Regions from separate parts of the Rattus norvegicus genome. Here region 1 is linked to region 2. The links are chromatin contacts, called in public Hi-C maps. All regions are on one chromosome and are shown on one strand. Each heading gives the region's core, a stretch centred on a gene start, on an enhancer-like site or on the middle of the called end of the contact. The rest is flanking DNA. Distances are from core to core; before and after follow the strand shown. Region 1 holds the start of Kank2 (KN motif and ankyrin repeat domains 2). Region 2 holds the start of Smarca4 (SWI/SNF related, matrix associated, actin dependent regulator of chromatin, subfamily a, member 4).

What was found. Hi-C and Micro-C count contacts between places; a contact is called where the count stands out from the background.
Region 1: a contact with region 2 is called in a Hi-C map of frontal cortex, with 1.6 times the contacts expected there. The contact joins the promoter of Kank2 here to the promoter of Smarca4 in region 2. A contact is called at or near these places in 2 of 12 Hi-C or Micro-C datasets (the Rat2 cell line and frontal cortex).

The regions. Positions count from the first base shown.
Region 1 is chr8:28,613,818-28,620,547 of GRCr8, reverse strand. Kank2 (KN motif and ankyrin repeat domains 2) reads left to right here and starts at 3,555. Exons shown (of 12, transcript NM_001270413.1): 1 at 3,555-3,635; 2 at 5,895-6,009; 3 at 6,371-6,730. The coding sequence starts at 5,973. It overlaps Dock6 (dedicator of cytokinesis 6), which reads left to right. Exons shown (of 49, transcript NM_001413911.1): 46 at 352-495; 47 at 587-693; 48 at 895-1,056; 49 at 1,784-2,025. The coding sequence ends at 1,826.
Region 2 is chr8:28,439,191-28,445,902 of GRCr8, reverse strand. It overlaps Smarca4 (SWI/SNF related, matrix associated, actin dependent regulator of chromatin, subfamily a, member 4), which reads right to left and starts at 2,084. Exons shown (of 34, transcript NM_134368.1): 1 at 1,791-2,084.

The DNA of each region.
Region 1 (6,730 bases), core at 2,306-4,805, 170 kb before region 2:
GGAAGAAAGAGAGAGGGACTTAGCAGAATGGGCTTGGGAAATAAAAGGACCCCAGGCTGAGGCTCCAGATGCAAACCTCTACCACCAGGCCTGGAGAAGTGTGGAAATCTCAACTGTAGAGGCCCTAGGCTCAAGGGCAAACAGCTAGTGAACCAGACCAGAAACCCCAACTGGGTCGAGACCCACCAGGTAGCACAAATCCCCCAGCACTGTTCACAGCCTGGGACCCTCCCGGCCCCACAGTTTCAGCTATTTTGGGCTGGCTTGGAATAGGACGTTGCAAGCCCCAGCATGTGCACCCAGACATGCAGACAGCAGTACTCACAGTACACACCCCACTGACCCCCACAGACAGTGCTGACACCAGTGGAGGTGGCCATTGAAGACATGCAGAAGAAGACACGGGAGCTGGCCTTTGCCACCGAGCAGGATCCTCCAGATGCCAAGATGCTGCAGATGGTTCTGCAGGGCTCCGTGGGACCCACTGTAAACCAGGCATGGCTGGCATTGCGGGGGCGGGGGCGGGGGTGGGGATGCTGGCCACCATGGGCCTCCAGTTGCCCTCATGAATCTTCTCACCCAGTAGGGTCCCTTGGAAGTAGCCCAGGTATTTTTGTCAGAGATCCCAGAAGATCCCAAGCTCTTCCGACATCACAACAAACTACGGCTCTGCTTCAAGGATTTCTGCAAAAAGTACACTGGCTCTTATAACCCTGCCACCCTGACTCTCTCCTGTGCCCATCCTGACTCCATGTTTAAATTCACCGCCCCTGTTGTGGGTCTGTGCGTGATTGCCTCCAGACCCTTCACATGTATACCCTGAAGGAGTCCCTGGCCCCTCTTCTTGCTCTCTCTTGAGTGCCAGTCTCCAGTAGCCTCCTCTTCACCCCTCAGGTGTGAGGATGCACTAAGAAAGAACAAGGCCCTGATTGGACCAGACCAGAAGGAGTACCACCGGGAACTGGAACGCCACTACAGCCGCCTCCGGGAGGCACTGCAGCCTCTGCTCACGCAGCGTCTGCCCCAGCTGTTGGCACCAAGTTCCACCAGCCTCAGGTGCCCACCGTGGGGGCTGCCTCACACACATATACATGTGCACTGTGTGTGGTGTCCGAACTGGGTCACGACATTTCATCTATCCTGGTTTTCGGTTATTGTATTTGATTTAGTGGGGTGGGGCATGTACGGGTCAGTGCATGGAGATCACAAGACAGATTGCAGCCACAGTTCCCTTCCACTAAGTGGGTCCCAGGGATTGAACTCAGGTCAAGGCTTGGTAGCAAGTACCTTGACCCACTGAACCATCCTGTCTACTCTCCCCACCCACTCCTGATAGAAACAGACTCCTAGGCTATACACGGGGTTAGTACCCTGCCACTGAGCCATGTCCCCAGCTTTCAGCTGGCCATCTGAGACTCAGTTTCCACACCTATGAAATAGACGTGATTCTAGCACACTGTGAATCTTCTGGGGGTGGAAAGTAATACAAGTGACTAAAGGTGCTTGCAACCAAGCTCCAATACCTGGGTTTGAGTCCCCTGAAACCACAGGTAGAAGGAAAGAACCAGTTCTATTAAGTTATCTTCTGACCTCTACATTTGTGTGTGTGCACGCACGCACGCGCACGCGCGCACACACACACAAAGAGAGAGAGAAAGAGAGAGAGAGAGAGAACAGAAAAAGAGTCTACTCTTCTTGGATGGGATGTGTGCTGCTAGATGAGGAAGTGGGAAGACTGGAGCTGGGGGTCCCGCGGCCCTGCTAACCGGCCTTCTGCCTCCAGGAACTCCATCAACAGATCAAGTTTCCGGAAGACTGATCTCTGATGAAACAGCTAAAAGCCACACCCAGAAGACCAGCACCTACACCTCAGCTGCCTGTGCCTTTCTGGAGTCAAACCTACTCCCTCATCCATGGGGTGACCACAAAGTCCTTGGAGCTGGGCTCTGTCTGTCTGCACTGATGGATTTCTAAGCTTTGTTTTTATTTGTTTGTTTTTTAATTTAAAGTGAGTTTTATATACAACCTGTGTGGTGTGCTGACAGTTGACACGGTTCCTGCCCTAGGGTGTTGATGTTCATTCAGTCGGAGAAGAGAACACACACACACACAATGTAACATGTCCATGGGAAAGAGTGCTGTGTGTGTGTGTGTGTGTGTGTGTGTGTGTGTGTGTGCCTTTGGTCACGTGTGTACACCTGTGGTGAGGGCTTGCATGAGTGCATATTTCTGTCTCTACGTTATACTCTACTTATAGATCAGCCTGGCCTTGAACTCACAAAGATCCATCCACCTCTTGGCCTTTTCTTACTAAGTGAGGGAGAGATTAAAGGGGTGTGCTGGGCCCCTCACCTCATTTGTATTGTATTTTTTCTTACATTTATTTATTTATTTGTATCTATATGTCTGTGGGTGCATGAGTGCCATGGCACACATGAGGAGGTCAGAGGACAGTTTGCAGAAGTCAGTTCTCTCCTTCCACTGTGTAGATCCCAGGGATTGAACTCATACCCTCAGGCCTGGCAGCCGGCTCCTTTATCCCATGAGCCTCTCCTTGGTCATCCGCTTATTTTTTGAGACAGGACTCCTTGAACCTGGAGTTCATAGATCCAGCTAGGGTCACTGCCGGTAAACCCCAGAGAGCACCCAGAATTGGGCTTCAAGGTAAACTTTTGGGCCCAACTCTTATGTAGATGCTGGAATTCGAACTTAAGTCCTGATTCACACAGCCAAGCAATTTACCCACTGAGTCACAAGTGCCTTGTGCTAAGTAGATTCCAAGAAGCTCTTTTTCTTTCTTTTTTTTTTTTTTTTACTGTTGTTTGTTTTGAGACAGACTCTCCTAGTCCAGAATCGCTGTAGTAGAAGGTGGCCTCCTAGTACTACTGGCCCCACGACTTTGATGTGCTAGCCATTGTGTCTTCAGAAAGTCCTGTGCAAACAGAAGTTCACCTCTGGGCTAGGGTGTAGCGTAGCAGCAGAGATTATCTAACATTCGAAGAGTCCTGGGGTCCATCCCCAACCCCGCAAAGTCAATAAGCCACGCCCTGTGATTTGTGTCAGCTCTTGAGTAGAATGAAGGGAATTTTCTGAACACACTTATCAGGTAGATCATGTGATTGACCCCATTCTGCTGATGGGGAAACTGAGGCCCAGCTTCAATTTCAGGAGATAGGGATGGGCTGCAATCTCGGAGCTTGGGCCGGCGGTCACGCTACGGTGCACCCGGCCTGCAGCTGGAAGACTTCCAGCTGCCGGCGGCCAACGGGGGAGGGGTGACCTCCAGTCCTGGCCACCGCACCGCCCCGGAGCTGGGCCCCGGCCAGCTCCGCCCCCTGCAGCGCCCAGCTGCGAAGGGCGGGCACCAGGCTTGTAGAAGCCGGGACCCTGCCCCGAGGGCTTGTGGCCAGGAGTCGACTGAGACCCTAGGACGCGCTCAGGCCGCAGCGAAAGCGCGTGCACCCCTGCGACCACCCTTCAACTTCGCCCCCAGCCCCTGCGGCCCAGGCGCCTGGGAGGCTGGAGGGGCGTGGCTTTCTGCTGGGGGCGTGGCTACCGCGTTGGCTCCACAGGCTTGGGGCGACTGAGGCGGAGCGGGCAGGACGCTTGGGACGGCGGAGGCTGCAGCGCGCCAGGCGAGTGGGATCGGGGTGGCCTGGGGTCTGGGCTTCTCTAGAGGGACTATCGGGATTTCTAACCCACCTCCAACCCTAGGCTGCGAGCTCGCTCACTCTCTCTTAGCTGGTCCCTGCCAAGTCTTAACCATCTGCGCCCAAACTTTGCAAACCGGAGCGTCTGGGTCCCCGCGCTCCTGTCCCCTCCCCAGCCCTGACCTGGGCCCTGCTTCCCTTGCCCCTAACCCACCACTCTCCTTTTATCATTCCCTGCCTCGCTTCCTCTTCTCCGCCTCTTTCGTCTAGCTCTGTCCCCTTCCCTTCCCAAGTCCCCGCTCTCGCAGCTCCCGGTGGCCGGACCAGGCCCCTCAACGGCGGGAAGGCATCCGGCGTCCGGCCGAGCTGGGCCTGGCTGCTGGGCGGGTGTGGGGATCAGCAGATGTTTGCCATTAGACTGGGACCCCACAGGCCCCGCCCCTCCCCGCCCGGGGCGGGGTCCTCCTCACCCCTAACTTTGGGGGCGGAGAGAGTGAGGCAGGAAAACCCCCAGATTCACCCAGGCTGGTGGGGAGGTGCACTCTGGGGAGACCCTGTGGCCCTTCTCTGAAAACTCCCACCTGTTGATTCTCACAGCCTCCTTCCGCCTCTCTCATCCAGGGATCTTGTGGAGAGGGGGGGCCTCCTCTTCCGACTCCCGCCACAGAGTTACCAGCCTGAGCTTAGATAACTGCAGACCCTTAGACCTCAATCGCTGCGTCTGGAGAATAAAATGTGTGGAGTCTGGGGGCGCCTTGGGCGAATCTGCCCTGTTTTAGGCTCAAGTCACAGAGACCTGCCTGCCTCTGCTTCCCAAGTGCTGGGATTAAAGGCATGTGACACTACACTCAGCTTGCAAGATCTTTTCCCAAAAACATAAGCAGGGTTGGGGATGGAGAACGTGGGGTGTGAAGCCTGGGGTTCCAACCCACAATATATAGCTGAGTATGGTGGTGACACCAGCAAGGCCAGAACTTGGAAAGTAGAGGCAGGAGGATAAGATTTTAAAGTCATCCCCAGCCACATAGTGAGTTTGAGGCTAGCCTGGGCTACAGGGGACTGCCTCAAATAACCAAATAAAACAGTGTGATAATTATTCAGTTTATTCATTCCACCTTGGTGCCCCTATCCCAAGTTACCCCAATTCTGTTCCCTCTTTCTATGTCTCAAGTCCTCAAAATATATTTTGGACAGAATATATTTCCTGTCCTTGGAGGGACTGAGACTCCAGGCAGATGCCAATTTTAACTACAACTGGGAACTGCATTTCAGGTGCTCAAGCCAGCAAAGCAAGCGGAGACGTGGACAGACACAAACTGGAGGGACAGAGATATGGATGGGAACTGAAGCAGGGGAAAGGAGCATCCTAAGCCTGCCTTGATGCCCAGCAGGTGTCCCACCTAATCCATCCCCCCAGGTACCCACTGCCCTAACACCCACAGCTTAGAATGGTTCACTCTAGAGAGTGAGATGGGTGGAGGTGACTGCAGCAAAGTGGCTGCAGGGCAGATAACAGAAAGGACTGACCTTGGCTAACCTCCAGGACTGAAGTGGGCCCTGCAGAAGTCTTGATTACAACCCCCCTGCAGCCTGTTGGCACCCCGCTTTACTGCCACCTCTATGACTTTATAGTCTTCCACCCTACTCTATCCCTATGTACCCCACCAAAACCCAGACACATCCTGAGGGGGCAGGAAGTTCTATGTAGCTGGGCAGTGAAACTGTTTATTTTTAGAGAAAATTGTTTCCATAAAGAGGAAGGCTTCTCAGAACTTTTACCCTCACCACTTTGCGGACCCTCCACCGGCCTGGCCTGACTCTCTGCTTTGAGGTCGCTGAGGGGTCCCACCTCCATGTTCTGTCTCTCGCTCCCCCCGCCCTGCAACCCCCCCTGTGTCCCTGTTAGCACCCCCAGCCCTCCCCCCTCTTACCCTGCTCTCTCTGTGCACTTTCTAAGCTGGGCCAAGGGGAGGGGGCACAGGAAGGGTGGGGCCACCTGCCCTGGGGGCCATGTGAAGGCTGTGGGAACTGCTGGAGCCTGTCCAGGGCTGGACAGATGTGCACGCAGGGAGGTTTGGTTTCTTTGTTCTGGGGCTTTCTACAGTCAGGCAGGGGTAGGAAGGGGAGCTTGAGTGCTCAAGTATGTGAGAGGTGCCTGACCCGTACCTACGGGGTACCAGGCCATCTGTGAAGGGTGGGTGGCTTCTCCTTCCTTTTCCCTGAAGACTGCCCACCCCTCTGCAGGTTAGCCTCAGCTGTCCGAAGGCTGTTGGGGAGACTCGGTTCCCTGAGTGACATCTGAGGAGCAACTGCAGAGAGAGGATGGCCCAGGTCCTGCATGTGCCCGCCCCATTCCCAGGTCAGGGGCAGCTGGGGGGGGGGGTTTGAATGGGGAGGACGCTCTGACAATCTGGGTGCGGGTTTGGAGGGGCAGCCATAATATGAGGGCCTCAAGTGGGGCAACAGCTCAGACTGTGTGGCTTGACTGGGAAGGACAGCTCTAACCGTGACAGTCTTAGGGAGGGGACAGCACTAATGTGAGGTCTGAGTGAGAAAAGGACACCTTTGTCCTTGGCATCGATGGTTGGTATGGGCAGACAAGCTTTCTTGATCTCCGATGGGCCGCCAACGTTGGCAAATGCCACTTGTGTCCCTGGGCTATCAGCTGGGCAGAAAAGGGAGCAGCAGTATTTAAAGGCCTCGGCTTTCCCCAACTCCAGGAACCCCTGGCCAAGCCTCCTCAGCGGCCTTCCCCAACAAGGAGCCAGACCCGCCATACTCGGTGGAGACGCCCTATGGCTACCGCCTGGACCTGGACTTTCTTAAGTACGTGGATGACATTGAGAAGGGCCACACACTGCGCAGGGTGCCGGTGCAGCGCCGGCCACGCCTGGGCTCCCTGCCACGTGGCCCGGGCTCCTGGTGGACGTCCACAGAGTCGCTGTGCTCTGACGCCAGTGGGGACAGCCGGCACTCGGCCTACTCCTACTGTGGCCGCGGCTTCTACCCACAGTACGGAGCCTTGGAGACCCGCAGCGGCACCAACCCACGCGTGGAACGCACGCTGCTGGATGCGCGGC
Region 2 (6,712 bases), core at 835-3,334:
TTGTGGTAGAACATTTCCCTAGCATGTACAGGATCAACTTTGATCAGCACCACAAAAATTCAACACACTTAGAGCTTAGGCAGGAGAAACGAATCAACAGGTAAAGTACCCCACAGAAAACTGACCACCTGAGTTCAATCCCAGGAACCCACATGATAGAGGGGAGAACTGACCCCTGAAAGTTGTTCTCTGACCTCCACACACAAATAAATAAGGAACTGCAACACTTTAATGAATCCCAGCACTCCCGGAGGCGGAGGCAGAGGCAGAGAGATCTCTGAGTTCAGCTAGAAGCCAGCCTGGTCTACAAAGCAAGTACCAGGAGAGTCAGGGCTACACAGAGAAACCCTGACTCATAAAATAAACAAATAAAATCTATTTAATTAAAAAACAAAACAAAACACAAATGGGCCCAACGGCATGGCTAAGCAAGAGTTTAATCCCAGCACTCAGAGGGCAGAGGCAGGCAGAGCTGTGTGAGTTTGAGGCCAGCCTGATAACAGAGTTTCAGGACAACCAAAGCTACACAGTGAGACCAGAAAGGGGGAGGGGAGGAGGTCAAAACAAACCAAGTACTTCTTTATGAACCAATACTCATGCAGGCCAAGGAGTAATGGTTCCATTACAGCCCATTCCCCTACTAAGACATGTAACACAAAGTAGGAATTCAACTATCTGCTGGACCAGTCAATAACAGTACAGGAAGCCTGGCTGAATATGCTATCCCAGCACTTGGGAGGTGGATGGAGGCAGGAAGATGAGGATGAGCAATTCAAGCCCAGCCTGGTCTACATAAGAAGGTGGAGGGCAGCCTTGGTTATAAGATCCTGTCTTCAAAATCAGAATGATGATGATGATGCAGGAGCTATTTTTTCCCAATCCTATCAGTGAAAGTGATTCCCTTGTACAAAGGAGGAAACCAAGAGGTTTGGAGAGATTTAGCGATTTCGCCTAAGGCCACACAGCTAGCTGACAGACAACGCTGGGCATCAAACTCAAAGCCTGTCTGTCAATTCAAACAAAAAATTTGTTTCCAGTTCCTGAGGAGTCACTGGAGGTAAAGAGGATCAAGAAGATGCCCCTCCGACCCGCACAAAACAATTGCCTTCGAGGTTTTAAAATAAAAAGCCCTATCTGAAAAACTGGGAAGAGCCAAGAGACTCAAAAGAAAAACAATGCGGCCGTGAGCAAACGTTCCCAGGCATCTTTCACTTTTTAGGCAAACATTTTGAAGCCACGGAAGAAATTTAAAATCTGCAATAATGAAATTTATCAAAAAGTAAAAAAAAAAAAAAAGTGAGGTCTGAGGACCGAAGAGGGCTCATGACTGTGCCCAAGCTACACAGGGCATCAATATCTGAGGTAAAATGTTGCTCCCGACGCCCGACCACAGGGCATTAGAATCGCACAAACGAGGCCAGAGAAGCCCAAGACACCTAGCCACTGTTCAAAGTTAAGATTCACAGAAATTAAAGTGGGGGGGACCTGGATCTCTGGAACGCCAAAAGGAAGGAGCTTTGTCCCAAGACCCCACGAGAACGCGCGCGCGGCCTTCACACAGGCCAGAGTCACCCGCCTCGCCGGCCACAGAGCCTGGAAGCAGCCGCGGTCTCGCTGCACTGCGGCCTGAGCAGCGCGCGCAAGGCTTCTTGACCCTCAGGCGCCGCCGTACCCCGACCCCGCTCTGGTCGCCCAGCTGCCCCCTCCCCCTCCCGGCGCCTCGGCTTCATTCAAACCGTCTTCCCCAAGCCCCGGGAGTCTCGTTCCGCCCGGGAGTCTCCATTCCTTACCTGGAGGTACCGGCGCCGTAACCTTCCTGGCGCCGCCCCCAACCCTCCACGAGGGGTCGGGGACAGAGTGGGCGTCTCGCTTCTCCTCACGAAACAAAGAAGCCGTCGCCGCCGCTGCCAAGCTAGTGGGAAAGCCTCGCGCGCGTGCCCGCTCGGCTTCGGCTGGCCGCCCCCCCCAGCACACACGCAGCCCGCGCGCCCGCTATGCGCGCCCCCGCCTCCCTTTCTACCCAGTCCACTTCCCCTGCTTCCGCTGCCCGTCCGGCCTCGTGCGCGCGCCAGCCCACCCTTCCGCTCTCTGTGCGCATGCTCAGCCATTCGTTGTGCGCATGCGCACTGGTCCTTTGAGGTAGTGAGAAGATGGGCGGGTCCAGAGGCCGCACGAGATCCTGGTGCACCGCCCATATTGGGGGGCTCTGGGCGGCTCTGCGCAAGCGCACACTTATGTTCAAGACACGAAATTGGGCCTCAAGCCGAAGGGCATGCGCAGAGGTGGCGGCACTGCGGCGACGCTTAGATGTTGGGGGAGGGTACTGGGTCGTCCAGATGGGAGATAGTAATGATGAAAGGGAAGTTCTTAGGCTCGGAAATGAGCACCCTGGGAGGAAAGTGAAGCCGAGAGGTGGCCAGACTGCCCAAGGACGGGACAGAACCCACGCGGGGGTAAGGGCAGGCCTGGGAAACGCTTTGATCCTGGCTCTGGCACGGCCCTGCCTGCTCTGCAAGGCTCTGTCCTGGCCACATTTCCTGCAGAACCTGTTGAGGCCCAGTAATTAGCTTTCCAAATATTTATTGAGCTGCCATCGGCTACTAGCCATCCTCTGGTTCATAAACCAGATGAATAAGTAAAAGCACAGGGTGTGAGGTAGAAACAGCAATGGTCACAATTTTCCTTATGATTTCGAAGAAAGCCATTAGCTTTGGAGAAATGAGCGTATAATTCTGTCCAAATGTGGAGATTCCAGGCCTCTGGTTGGTTTTAAAAGTATTTGGTGGTGGTTGGGGATTTAGCTCAGTGGTAGAGCGCTTGCTAGGTCCTGGGTTCGGTCCCCAGCTCCAAAAAAAAAAAAAGAAAAAAAAGTATTTGGTGGTAGCGGGGCAGGGTTCTGGAGGCAGAAGCAGGTGGATCTCTGGGGGGTTTTGTTTGTTTGTTTGTTTGTTTAAGATTTATTCATTTATTATGTATAAGTACACTGTAGCTGTCTTCAGATACACCAGAAGAGGGCATCGGATCTCTTTACAGATGGTTGTGAGGCACCATGTGGTTGCTGGGAATTGAACTCAGGACCTCTGGAAGAGCAGTCGGGGCTCTTAACCACTGAGCCATCTCTCCAGCCCCCAAGACCAAGTTTCTTTAAGACCTGGCACTTGCTCTCAAGACTAGACTGGCCTCGAACTCAGAGATCTTCCTTCTTCCTTCCTGAGTGCTGCATGAATGTACCAATCCAGCTTGGTCTTCTACATAGTAAGGTTTCAGGGCAGCCATGGATACAAAGTGAGACTTTTAAACAAAGAAACAAAAAGCAGTTTTCTGTCACAAAGTAGAACAAAGAATGTTTCAGGCCATTAAATAGCTGGCAGTGATCCCCCTGCCACTGCCTCCAAAATGCTAGGAAAACAGACCCAAGCTATCAACACTGGCAAACACATGGTATTTTTGGTTGGTTGGGGGGGTTTTTTGCTTTTGTTTTTCAGGACAGAGTTTGTCTGTGTTGCTTTGGCTGACCTGGAACTGGATCTTGAGACCAGGATGAACTCAAACTGAGACCTACCTGCCTCTGCCCCCCAAGTCTGGGACAAAAGGCATGCACCACCACATCCAGCTCGGTTTTGTTTTGTTTTTAAGGACTTATTTATTTTGTGTATGTGAGTACATACTCACTGTCTTCAGACATATCAGAAGAGGGCATCTGATCCCATTACAGATGGTTGTGAGCCACCATGTAGTTTCTGGGAATTGAACTCAGGACCTCTGGAAGAGCAGCCAGTGCTTTTTTTTTTTTTTTTTTTTTTTTTTTAGATTTTTTTTAAAATGTTCTTTTTTTTAAAGATTTATTCATTTATTATATATAAGTACACTGTAGCTGTCTTTAGACGCACCAGAAGAGGGCATCGGATCTCTTTACAAATGGTTGTGAGCCACCATGTGGTTGCTGGGAATTGAACTCAGGACCTCTGGAAGAGCAGTAGGGTGCTCTTAACCGCTGAGCCATCTCTCCAGCCCTGCAGTTTTGGTTTAAGGTTTATTTTCAGACAGGGTTTGGTGGCATTTGTCCTTAATCTCAGCAAGCTTATGTGGCCAACTTTATCCACATAGTGAGTTCCAGGCCAGCTAAAGTTACATAATGAGATTTTTCTCAAAAAAAAAAAAAAAAAATTTTTTTTTGGTGCCTGGTAAGATGGCTCAGCAGTTAAGAGGAATTGCTTTTGCCGAGGACCCACATTCTGTTCCCAACACCTTGGGAGTACCTATGCAAGCAGAACTGCTCTCAACTCAGGAGCACTAGGATTACAGACAGCACCATGTCCAAATTGCATACTAGAATTTTTTTTTATCTCCAGAGTGCTGTGATTGAAGGCATGTGCTACCACTATCTGCCATACTAGATTTTTAATTTTTTATTATGTATATAAAATTTTATTATATATTATATCTGTTTTTCAAGACAGGGTTTCTCTGTGTAGCCCTTCAGCAGGCTGACCTGAAATTCAGAGATTTGCTTGCTGCTGCCTCCTGAGTGCTGGAAATAAGGTGTGCACCATCACACCTGGCTAGATTTCTTTTTAAGTATCATCTATGGGCTGGAAGGCTAGGAGTATAACTCTTGCTTGTAGTGTATGACAAGCATGCACGAAAGCTGGGTTCTATCGCCAACACTGTGAACTAGGCATAGAGGTACATTCCTGTTGTCTCAGAAGTAGAAATGCAGAGGCTTGAGGATCAGTAGTTCAAGGTCATCCTCAGTCAGTGAATTTGAGGCCAGCTGGGCTACATCAGACTGCTTCAAAGGGTAAGAGAAGAGAAAAGTGGGTGGGAGGGGAGTGGCGATAAAGACCAGGCTGCCTGGCTATTGAGTGAACAACTCTGCCAAACACTTACCCTGCATCAACAAATTGGGCCTTTTCCATTCCAGATAGGAATGTACCAGGAAAATCATAAGCAAGAGTCCAGATAGATACAGAAGCTGGACTGGGAATAAACCAGACTGCATTTTTAGCACACAGTCTGCTGGATCCCACATCAGGTCTTGTGCCCTCCATCTGTAAAACAGAAGCAATAACTTTTCCTAGGAACCTCAGGACCAAGCCAACTGACAGCTTTCTAAACCTTATTTTTTTTTCTTTTTTCTTTTTTTCGGAGCTGGGGACCGAACCCAGGGCCTTGCGCTTGCTAGGCAAGCGCCCTACCACTGAGCTAAATCCCCAACCCCCTAAACCTTATTGTTGATGAAGTGGACAAGTGGAGTCTGGACATTTTCGTTGTCCTGGTTGGTTTTGTGAACTTGAAACAAACTTGAGTCACCATGGAAAAGGAAATCTCGGTTGACCAGCTGTTTCCGTTAGAGTGGGCTGTGGTCTTGTGTTTGAATGAATGCCTTGACTAATGATTGACATGGGATGGCCAGCCCACTGTGGGCTTCAGCTCTGTAAGAAAGCTAGTGAGTAAAGCAGTAAGCAACATTCTCCATGGGTTCTGCCTCTAGGTTCCTGCCTTTGGTTCCTGCACTGACTTCTCCCAATGGTGGACGTGTAAGCTGAAATAAAGTTTTTCCTCCCCAGCTTGCCAAAAGCCTATCACAGCTACAGAAAAGTAATAAAAACAATGTTTCCTTTTTCATTCAACTTTTTAATTTTTTAAAATTCTATGGGATTAAAAACGTGCCAGTACTTCCGAGGTAAAATGGTTTTTTGTTGGTTTTTTTTTTTTTTTAATTTATATCAATGGCACACACCTTTAATTTCCTAGCACTCGAGGCAAGCAGATATTTGTGAGTTTGAGAGCAGCCTGCGTGTGTGTGTGTGTGTGTGTGTGTGTGTGTGTGTGTGTGTGTGCGCGCGCGCGCGTGCGTGCACATAAGTGCAAGTGCCCACAGAGGCTAGAAAAGTTGGCTCCTACTGCAGCTGGAATTATAGACAATTGTCAGCCACCTGGTGTGGTCACTGGGCATTGAACCCTGGTTCTCTGCAAGAGTTTTTTTGTTGTTTGGGTGTTTTGGGGGGTGGGAGGGTTGGTTTTTGTTTGTTTTTTTTTTTCAAGGCAGGGTTTCTTTGCCTACCCCTGGCTGTTCTGGAACTTGCTCATTAGACAAGGCTGGCCTCAGTCTGAAGAACATGCTGGCCTGGAATTCAAAGAGCCACCTGCCTTTGCCTCCCAAGTACTAGAACTAAAGGCATCCCCCACCACATTGGTTGGGGGTTTGGAGACAGGGTCTCATTATGCTGTCCTGGTTGACCTCTCAAGTGCTAGGATTAAAGGCATGTGCCACCACTGCCTGGCTCACCTTGGGATTTTTTTAAAAAATATGTTTTGTGTGTGTGTGTGCGCGCACCATGATGCTTATGTTGAGTTCAGAAAAATTTGCTGAAGCCAGTTTTCTCCTACCCTGTGGGCTGGAATTTTTAAGTAGCTGAGGGTGGCCTTGAACTCCTGATCCACTTTCCACAAAATTTTGAAGTGCTAGGAGGGCAGGTACGAGCGCCATACCTGACTTAGCTTACCTTCTGACTATCCCATTGTGTCACCTACTTATGGGATGGCCATAACTAGAGCGACCTATCAAGCAGCACAAGGGGTTTGTTCCTGGTTAATTTTAAGAGAAAGACTTCTCACTGTCCAGGCTGAACTCAAACTATGGCCGCACTCAGCCTCCTGCATGCTGGAATTACACTGCCAAGCCCTACTGCTACCACATGGGAACTCA